2 separate regions of the Macaca mulatta genome follow, and region 1 is linked to region 2. Evidence: chromatin contacts called from public Hi-C data. All regions are on one chromosome and are shown on one strand. Each heading gives the region's core, a stretch centred on a gene start, on an enhancer-like site or on the middle of the called end of the contact. The rest is flanking DNA. Distances are from core to core; before and after follow the strand shown. Region 1 holds the start of RBM42 (RNA binding motif protein 42). Region 2 holds the start of TMEM147 (transmembrane protein 147).

Evidence for each region. A called contact is a pair of places that touch in the nucleus more often than the background predicts.
Region 1: a Hi-C map of fetal cortex germinal zone shows a contact between it and region 2, with 2.0 times the contacts expected there. The contact joins the promoter of RBM42 here to the promoter of TMEM147 in region 2. A contact is called at or near these places in 2 of 14 Hi-C or Micro-C datasets (cortical neurons and fetal cortex germinal zone).

What each region holds. Positions count from the first base shown.
Region 1 is chr19:46,888,493-46,892,895 of T2T-MMU8v2.0, reverse strand. It overlaps RBM42 (RNA binding motif protein 42), which reads right to left and starts at 2,875. Exons shown (of 10, transcript NM_001194049.2): 1 at 2,624-2,875; 2 at 2,232-2,385; 3 at 770-854; 4 at 589-663. The coding sequence starts at 2,751.
Region 2 is chr19:46,808,354-46,812,757 of T2T-MMU8v2.0, reverse strand. TMEM147 (transmembrane protein 147) reads right to left here and starts at 2,608. Exons shown (of 7, transcript NM_001194024.2): 1 at 2,393-2,608; 2 at 2,252-2,321; 3 at 1,630-1,689; 4 at 1,408-1,544; 5 at 1,187-1,271; 6 at 977-1,098; 7 at 694-893. The coding sequence starts at 2,469. The coding sequence ends at 770. GAPDHS (glyceraldehyde-3-phosphate dehydrogenase, spermatogenic) reads right to left here. Exons shown (of 11, transcript XM_001095332.5): 9 at 4,348-4,404; 10 at 3,199-3,296; 11 at 2,890-3,111. The coding sequence ends at 3,039. LOC144329402 (a long non-coding RNA gene) reads left to right here and starts at 2,652. Exons shown (of 3, transcript XR_013410509.1): 1 at 2,652-4,062.

The sequences.
Region 1 (4,403 bases), core at 1,626-4,125, 80 kb before region 2:
ATGTGGAAAATGGCCTGCGGGGGAGGATGGCTGGAAGATTACAGCTGGGTGACAGTGAGCAGGGAGAGAAGGGACCTTAACAAAAGCACTGCTAGCACATCCCAGAAATGTTCGGGCTGCTGGGGATCTCTCCCTGCAAGAAGCAAGGTCATGTAGGGTTGTGACTGCCAGGGGAAGAGCCTGGTGCTTGTCTCAACAGTCTGTTCATCCCATCAACAGACAGAACATAATGCTTCCTATGTGGCAGGTACTGAGACTTCTGCCCCTCATGGAGCTTGTATTTCAGAGAATGCAAAAGATGATAGCCATAGTCAATAAGAAATGACACAGCTTATTATGAGGTGTTAAGTGCTGTGGCAATTTGGAATTAGGACTGACAGCAGGAGGGTTGGTTTGCAGTGATCAGGTTAAAACAAAATTGACTTGACATCATCAGGAAGGACATGATCAGGTTTGTGCTTTAGGATGACAACATCAAGTTGGGATGAAATGCAAAGGGTGATTTAGAGCAAGGATTCAGGCAAGAGGCTGAAGTCATGTAAACAAGAGTGCCTGATTAAATGTGGGGGTCCCTGACCCCAGACTCACCTGCCCGCCGCAGGAACATGGCTTCTCGAGCCTCTGGACTGTCCAGGTGACTCCGATCACCAGGGCCAAAGCCAACTGTTGGGAGGGAAGAGGCAAGGATGGTGGGAGGAGAGTCCTGGGCACACCTTTTTACCACCCTGCCTGATTGCCCAACCCCCTCACCTTGCCACTCTTTACTTACCGGGGCCTACAAAAGGAGGGCCACCCACCATGGGAGGAACTACTGTGGCTGCAGCAGCTGCCCGGGCCTCCAGAGTCTGCTGGACCTGTCGGGGAAGAGGTCAGGGTGAGGGGCCTGACTCAGCCTTCCCCATCTGCTGAGGCTAGCTCACCCCAAGAGACCAAGAGCTTCATGCTTTATGTTCTGTATGTGACTGGCTATCTCAGGTCTCAGCTACAATGCCACTTCTCGGGGAGGCTTTTGGGATCACACTAGGGCTCTCTGAGCAGCAGCTTCTCTCACCACCTTATTTCGTCTTCCCCACAGCACTTAGCACCGACTGCAACTGTGTCCAACCTCCTCCCCATCTAACATGCACAACCTCCATCCAAGCCACCATTAGCTCCTGTCTAGATTACCGTACTAGCCCCTTCCTCCATCTCCTGGCTTCTGCCCTTGTCTTTTACAGTCTATTCCTTTTTTTTGAGATGGAGTCTCGCTCTGTCGCCCAGGCTGGAGTGCAGTGGTACAAGCTTGGCTCACTGCAACCTCCGCCTCCTGGGTTCAAGTGATTTTCCTGCCTCAGCCTCCTGAGTAGCTGGGACTACAGAAGTCCGCCGACACGCCCGGCTAATTTTTGTATTTTTAGTAGAGATGGGGTTTCACCATGTTGGCCAGGCTGGTCTTGAACTCCTGACCTCGTGATCCACCTGCCTTGGCCTCCCACAGTGCTGGGATTACAGGCAAGAGCAACTGTGCCTGGCTGCCAGGGTTCTTAAAATGGCTGTAAGGCTCTCCAAGATTTGGCCTCACCTCTCTGTCCTTATTTCCTCCCACTTTCCTCTTTGCTCACTCCACTGTCACTGGTCTCCTCGCTCTGTCACCAGTCTCAAGTGCAGTGGTGCAATCTTGGCTCACTGCAACCTCCGCTTCCCAGGTTCAAGTGATTCTCCTGCCTCAGCCTCCCAAGTAGCTGGGACTATAGGCGCGTGCCACCACACCCAGCTAATTTTTGTATTTTTAGTAGAGACGGGGTTTCACCATGTTGGCCAAGATGGATCTCCTGACCTTGTGATCTGCCTGTCTCAGCCTCCCAAAGTGCTGGGATTACAGGTGTGAGCCACCGCACCCAGCGCCCAGCCTATTCTCAATAATTTCTCTCTTTCTCTACTAGTCATATATAGCTGGCTACTGAGCACTTGAAATGTGACTGAGAATAACGAACTATTAAATATGAATTTAAAATATATCAGAACATTCTCATCATTGCAGAAAGCTCTACTGGACAACATGCTCTAGAATATAAGCGCCCAAAGGGCAGAAATGTCTCCCTCAGTCATTACTGTGTTCTCAGTGCCTGGCACATAAAATATTTGTCATGCTAATTAGTCAACAAGCTAAAACGTCAACAGCTCTCTACACAAACACCTACCGTGTTCGAGGCATTGTGTTCCCTAACTTATATGCCTTAGCTCAGCCGTACCTGCTGGTATGTGTTGGTCGCGATAATTGGACGGATCACAGGAGCCGCTGGGACCTGCATCGCTTCTACCGTGGGGACCGTGGGGACCGTGGGCACCGCAGGCACAGCAGTTGGGATTCCGGGTACTGGAGCCCCCAGAACTTCCTGCTCAAACCTGGAGGAGAAGAACAGACACCAGCGCTCAGGACCTCGTACCAATTTTGTAACTCTGGGTATATCGCGAGGGGACCCTCACCCCTGCCAACCTCTCCCCTATCCCCGCCCCCACAATCCCGAAGGTCCCACTTCCCCATGTTAGAGCCGTATCTCTGGCCTATCGAGGCCTGGAGGCTCCGGGATTCGGTGGCTCTGGCTCTGGGACGACTTTTATTACTCCCTGTCGCGGGCCTTACAGGGCCATCTCCGCCTCCATTTCCTTCAAGCGTTCCTCGCCGCTCTTGCCCGGGATGCCAGCGCCAGGACCCGGGACCACGGGTCCTCCTGCACCCGGGAGTCCCGGGGCTGGCCCCGCCCCAGCCATCGCTGCCGCCGTCGTTGTCGCCGCTACTACTGTCTCAGCTTAGCTGCCGCCGCTGGTTCTGCTGTCTACTCTCAGCCTTCGTCTGGGTGGGCTCCCGACGATGACGTCCAGCGAAAGCGACGGGCGGTGGCGCATGACGTCATACGTTCGGACGCGAGAGCCAATGAGATTTTTCCACACCCTCAGGGGACTACAGGCCAATCAGAGTGAGAGAAGGACACAAGAACGCAAGAACCTGGGCCTATGAGAGCACAGCGAAGAGAGGCGGCCCCGCCTTCCTGGCGGCCCACGGGCTAATGAGAGCGAAGCAAAGTCAGTTGGGCCCATCCCCAATGTGGAATCTGGACCTTTGAGAACGCAGGAAACTTCGGAGGACCGTCCTGTGCCACCGCGGAGCCTGCGCCGGAAGTTTAAAAAGACGCTAAAGTCTGCGTCAACCCCAGGATTGGGCAAGGCTGGGAGGCCTGGGGTCCCCAGGTTGACACCCGACCTGTGGTTCCCACGAAGACCAGAGACGCCCAGGAGGAAGCGCCTGACCCGGGCTTCCTGGACGACAGCTGAAGACTTTTGAGGAGGCTGTTCAGTGTGGGAGTCAAGGCCCAGAGACTAGTGCAACTCAGAGGAGCACGTCCGTGGGCTTGGTCCCTGTCCTTTCTTGGGCCACAGCTGACCCTTTTTTTTTTTTTTTCTTTTTATCCCCGTAGCCCTCACAAGTGTTTTATTCTGAGTATTTTCAAACATGCACATTAGGGGGAATAGTATAACGAACTCTTAAGTACCTCTCAAACGCTACCAATATTCAACACGTCTGGATTTCACTTGATCTATTCTTCTCTTTGTCACGCGCGTCCGTGTGAAGAGAGCACCAATTGGGCAGACTTTGTGTGGGCAACAAGGCTGTTTATTTCACCTGGGTGCAGGCGGACTGAGTCCGAAAAAGGAGTCAGCAAAGATTGGTGGGATTATCATTAGTTCTTACAGGTTTGGGATAGGCGTACAAAGTACATTCTCAAGGGCGGGGAGAATGTTACAAAGTACCTTAAGGGCAGGGGAGAATGTTACAAAGTACCTTTTTAAGGGCAGGGGAGAATATTACAAAGTACCTTCTTAAAGGTGGGCGGAGAATATATCGTTTCAGTTAGGGTGGGGTAGGAACAAATCACAATGGTGGAATGTCATCAGTTAAGGCTATTTTCACTTTTGTGGATCTTCAGTTGCTTAAAGCCATCTGGATGTATACCTGCAGGTCACAGGGGATATGATGGCTTAGCTTGGGCTCAGAGGTCTGACACTCTTATTTTGTATTTTAATTTTAATTTATGTATTTGTTTTGAGACAGTCTCGCTGTCACCCAGGCTGCAGTGCAGGTGCCATCTCAGCTCACTGCAACCTCCACCTCCCAGGTTCAGTCTATTCTCCTGCCCCAGCTTCTGGAGTAGCTGGGATTACAGGCTTGTGCCTCCATGCCTGGCTCATTTTTGTATTTTTAGAGGAGATGGGGTTTCACCATGTTGACCAGGGTGGTCTCAAATTCCTGACCTCAAGTGATCTGTCCACCTCAGCTTCCCAAAGTGCTGGGATTACAGGCGTGAGCCACCATGCCTGGCCTTTTATTTTTGTTATTATTTTTTGAGACAGCCCAATCAACCTTT
Region 2 (4,404 bases), core at 1,359-3,858:
TTGGCTGCAGCTGTCTCTCCACTCCACCCTGAGAAGGCTCAGGCTGGGATCTGAGCTGAGGGCCATAGAACTGAGGAGCTCACAGTCACAACTCTCCCCCCAGCCTCATGCTGACCCCATGGCTTGAACGATGTTAAGAATCTGGCTGGGCAAATTATTCTAGGGAGCAGTTTCAGAAAAGCTGATTTTGCTGGTTGGATAAAACCAAAGGCCGAGCAATTGGACTGTCCACTGTGTAACAAGGGGCTGCAAGTGGTTGCAAGCGGGAGGATGACCCGGTTACATGGGTTTCAGATAGATCCCCTGGCTGCCATACAGAGGATGGATTGGAGGGGGACACTGGGGCCGGGAGCCTCAGAGGTAACCAGCCCGGGAAGGACCTGTGTGGGGAGGCCCAGGTTGAGGCTGTGAGGAGAGGAAGAGCCCCCAAGGGCCTTCTCTTGGATTCTAGCTCCCCTCTATCACCTGTTCCCTGAGGGCCCTGGCCTCTGCCATTGCTCAAAGATCATCCAAACATTGTCTACTCCTGACAAACTAGGAGCCTGAGGAACAGGACATGGGATAAGCCAGTGACTGGCTAGCTTCCAGCTTGTCTACCTGGCTCCTGAGCCAGAACCAGGGCCTCTGGGACCCAGGTGGGCACGGTATTGGGAGACAGTTCCCAAGAGAGAGAGAAATGGAGGCAGCAGCAACTTTCCAAATACTGTTTACTTCACTAAAACCTGAAGCGAGTCAGGGAAAGGGTACATCAGTATCTGAGACACCAAGCCTAGGAGTGCACATTGACAACGGCGACGTACAGGGCCAAGGTGCTGAGGGCCAGCAGCCCCGTTACCACTGCTCGGGCCAGTAGGGCTGTCCAGCTGCCCAGTGAGCAGAGGTGGACGAAGGTCCTGCAGGAAAATGTCACCATGAGGGAGGGAGACTAGATAACCCACCCCACTTTGGACCCAGCCCTAAACCCCACCCAGCTCACTCCATCACGAAGGCCTTGTAGACACTGAGGAACATCAGTAGGAGGACAGCCGGCCGGAAGGTGTGGTACAGATCATAGCGTGTTATCATCCAGACCTGAGCAGATGCGACGATGTAATGGACCTGGAGGGAGGCGGAAAGTTGGGGCCAGGCCTCGATAGGAGTATGGCCGCCAGCAGAAATGTGTGTGTGGGAGAGCAGGACTGCCTACCAGACTGATGTTGGAGTCTATGCTCATCTGGATGTACTTCCAGTCAAACTCAATGCCCCGGGCTCCGACCCATAGGGGAATGCAGCTGAGGAAGGCAAAGGATGGGATTCTCCAGTACCCAGACACCTTCAGTACCAGGCTGTGAGCCCCTGCCCTCCAGCACCCCCGTGGAACCCAGGTGTCCCTTCTCAGGTGTCTGGGTTCCAGGCTGCTGCACGCACCGGGACATAATAAGCTCAGCGGTGGCCCAGCCCAGGGCAGCAACCATGATCTTGTACTCCCCCTTGCCGGCATTCCGGGACATGACAAGGTTTAGACCTATCAGGTCTGCCACATCCACGCTGGCCTTCATGAACTCCTGCGGGTCAGGTTGAGGCTTAAGTAAGCACAGGGGACAGGGAGCCCCGCTCCTGCATGCCCTGCCCTTCCCTGGCCCCTCTCACCCCAATGAAGTCATAGATGCCGCCTTCCCAGGTGGGAAAGAAAGTGGCCAAGAACAGCATCTGAGAAGAGAAAGCAGAAAGAGGTCACTTCAAGGTGAGGGGATCAAGATAAACCACGTGGGATTTGTGGGAAGTTCGTGGGTATGAGGAGGGCAGGACAGGTTCTGGGGACCCATCTGGAAGAGGAACCACCAGATGGTGGCAAGATTACAGGAATGGGGGAGATAGAGGATAGGTCCCCGGGTCCCCGAGGGGGCTGGAAGTTGGAGTTCTGGGTGATCACAGGGCATCTGAGTCAGGTTTGAAGGTGCTGCTCCTTGGGCAGTGTTAACAGCATGTAGGGAATCAGTGATCACTCTTAATCGCACCAAAAAAAAAAACACCTCTTAGCCAACCACACTACTGACGTTTTCTCAGTTTTACTAAGTGCGACGCAAAAGTTGCTTTTAGGCCTCTTCTCAGGTCGTGCCCTCTTTAAAGTCTATCCTTTCTAGGTATCCTGACGCCTCCCTACGCTGAGTCCCGAGGGCGGTCCCACCGTGGCGGGGGATACGCAACGGGGGCGGGTCCCTGGGTCTGCAGAGCCTGGGGGCCAGAACACGTGGATTCCGGCGGCCCTTACCTTGCAGAGTTGGACAAAGAGGTAGGTGACTCCAGCCTGGACGCATTTCCAGAAGGCGTTGTACTCGGACCTGGAGAAGCGGGAGGTGAGGCTCGGCCCGGGCCCCGCGCCCTCTCCGCCCCGCGCCCTTCCCGCACTCACAGGCCGCTGCACTTGTAGGTGATGAAGTAGGGGAAGTAGGCGAGAGCGAAGCAGTTCCCGAAGTGAAACAGGGTCATGACGCTGGCCGCCCGGTCCCGCCCGCGCGGGGATCGCGAGGCGGCGTCTCCGGCAGCGGGTCTCCGGCTCCGCCGGTACTTTCGCCACGGCCAGGGCCTGGCGCCCACCTGACTGGCGGGGGCCAGCGCGCGACCTTCTGGGATCAGTAGTCTCGGCGCGGGGCGTCGCGCCCAGTGACGTCAGAGCGCCCGTGGCCGGGCCCGGTTGCCAGCGCTCCCGGCCCAGCGCTGTGGGGAGTGACTTCCGGCCATGCGGGACCTCTCCCGCTGCCATCGCTGTCCCCGTCTCCCGAAGTGGAACCCGGCTTGACGTCAAGCGCGACCCCTCGCCCGTGGGCGCAGGCGATCGAGTAAGGGTGGGGCGGGCCTCAAACCCGGATCAGAACCCGCCGTGACCGGCGCAGAAATACGGGACGCAGCTGTGAGCACTGTTTTTTATTTCACCATGGACCCAGCGGCGTGGGGCGTCCGCCCCGGGTGCCCTTCCTCCCCCGGGCAGCCAGATGCAGGAACGGGAGGCACATGTACCGGCCCTGGCCCCTGGGAAGGAAAGAAGGGACCTTTCCGTTTCACTTGTCTCGGCTGAACATGTAGCGGAGGAGGTCGACCACCCGGTGACTGTAGCCATATTCGTTGTCGTACCTGTGGAGGAGGGATTGGCAGGCTCAAGGGGGTTCCTTCCGACCACCCCTTAGTTCCCCTGCAAGTCTCCAGCTCCTTTCCCCTTACCATGAAATGAGCTTCACGAAATTGTCATTGAGCGCAATGCCGGCCTTAGCATCGAAGATGGACGAGTGGCTATCACCGACGAAGTCCGTAGAGACGACCTGGGCGTCAGAATTTCAAAGATAAGTGTGTCCGGCAGAGCAAGGACTTCCAGGAGCTGACAGTGCTCTTAGCTCTATCGCCCATCCATGCATTCATCTATTTTTGATGCAGCCCTACTGTGTTCAGTCTCTGGGGACAGGGACCAAGGCACTCTACTGGGGTCTGACCAAAGGGCACAGGTCACAAACACCCTCATGCTGTACCAGTACATCCCTTTCCTAGGAATAATGCAAGCATTTGAAATGGGCCAGTATGGAGGGCCTCTCTGAGGGGTGGCCATGAGCCTGAGTCTAGATGACTAGGAAGATCTCACTGGCTCTGGCCCTCAACACAGCGTCTGAGGTGGAAGGAGCTGCAGGAACGGAGAACCTGAGGGTTTTAGCCCTAGTGTCAGGAAAGGCCACAAGAGTGTTTTCACTCCTGAAAATGGGTGATGCAGTGTGATTCCATTAAAACAAAAGATCCTGGCGACTGTGGGAAAGTGGACCTGCAGGAGTTAATGCAGGGAGACAGCACCAAGGTAGATGTACGGGGTCCACCATGACCATGGCATCCACTCCTCACAGAGAAGGCACCTGGCCATGGCCTGGCCCTGAACAAGTATTGAAAAAAATGAGAACTGTTGTCTTTTGTTCACTAAGCATGTATTGGTCACCTGCTGTCTGCCAGGTTGGAGCCAGAAAAGTGAAAACGCAGCCCCTAAATCCCTGTTTTCTTGGAATGCACACACCATTGGGATCAACAGTGACTGACAAGAAATTTCAGGTGAGGAATAGGGCCACAGAAAGAACATCTTTTGAGGGGGTGCCTTGCTGAAGAGGGAGGTTGAAGTAGAGACTTGGAGGAAGTAAGGACAGACTGTGTGGTCATCTGGGGGGGGCAAGCATTCCAGACCAAAGGAACAGGAAGTGCAAAGGCCCTGAGGCAGGGAGATCTCCCTTCCCGCCCTGCAGTTTCTGTCTTGACACATTGAGAGCAGCTCCCTGGCAAGTGGAAATCATGTCCCTCCCCAGAGGGCTCCTCCCAGGGTCTCCTCTCCTCAGCCCCTACCTCATCCTCGGTGTAGGCAAGGATGCCAGCCATGGGCCCCTTGGCTGCTGCTTTTAT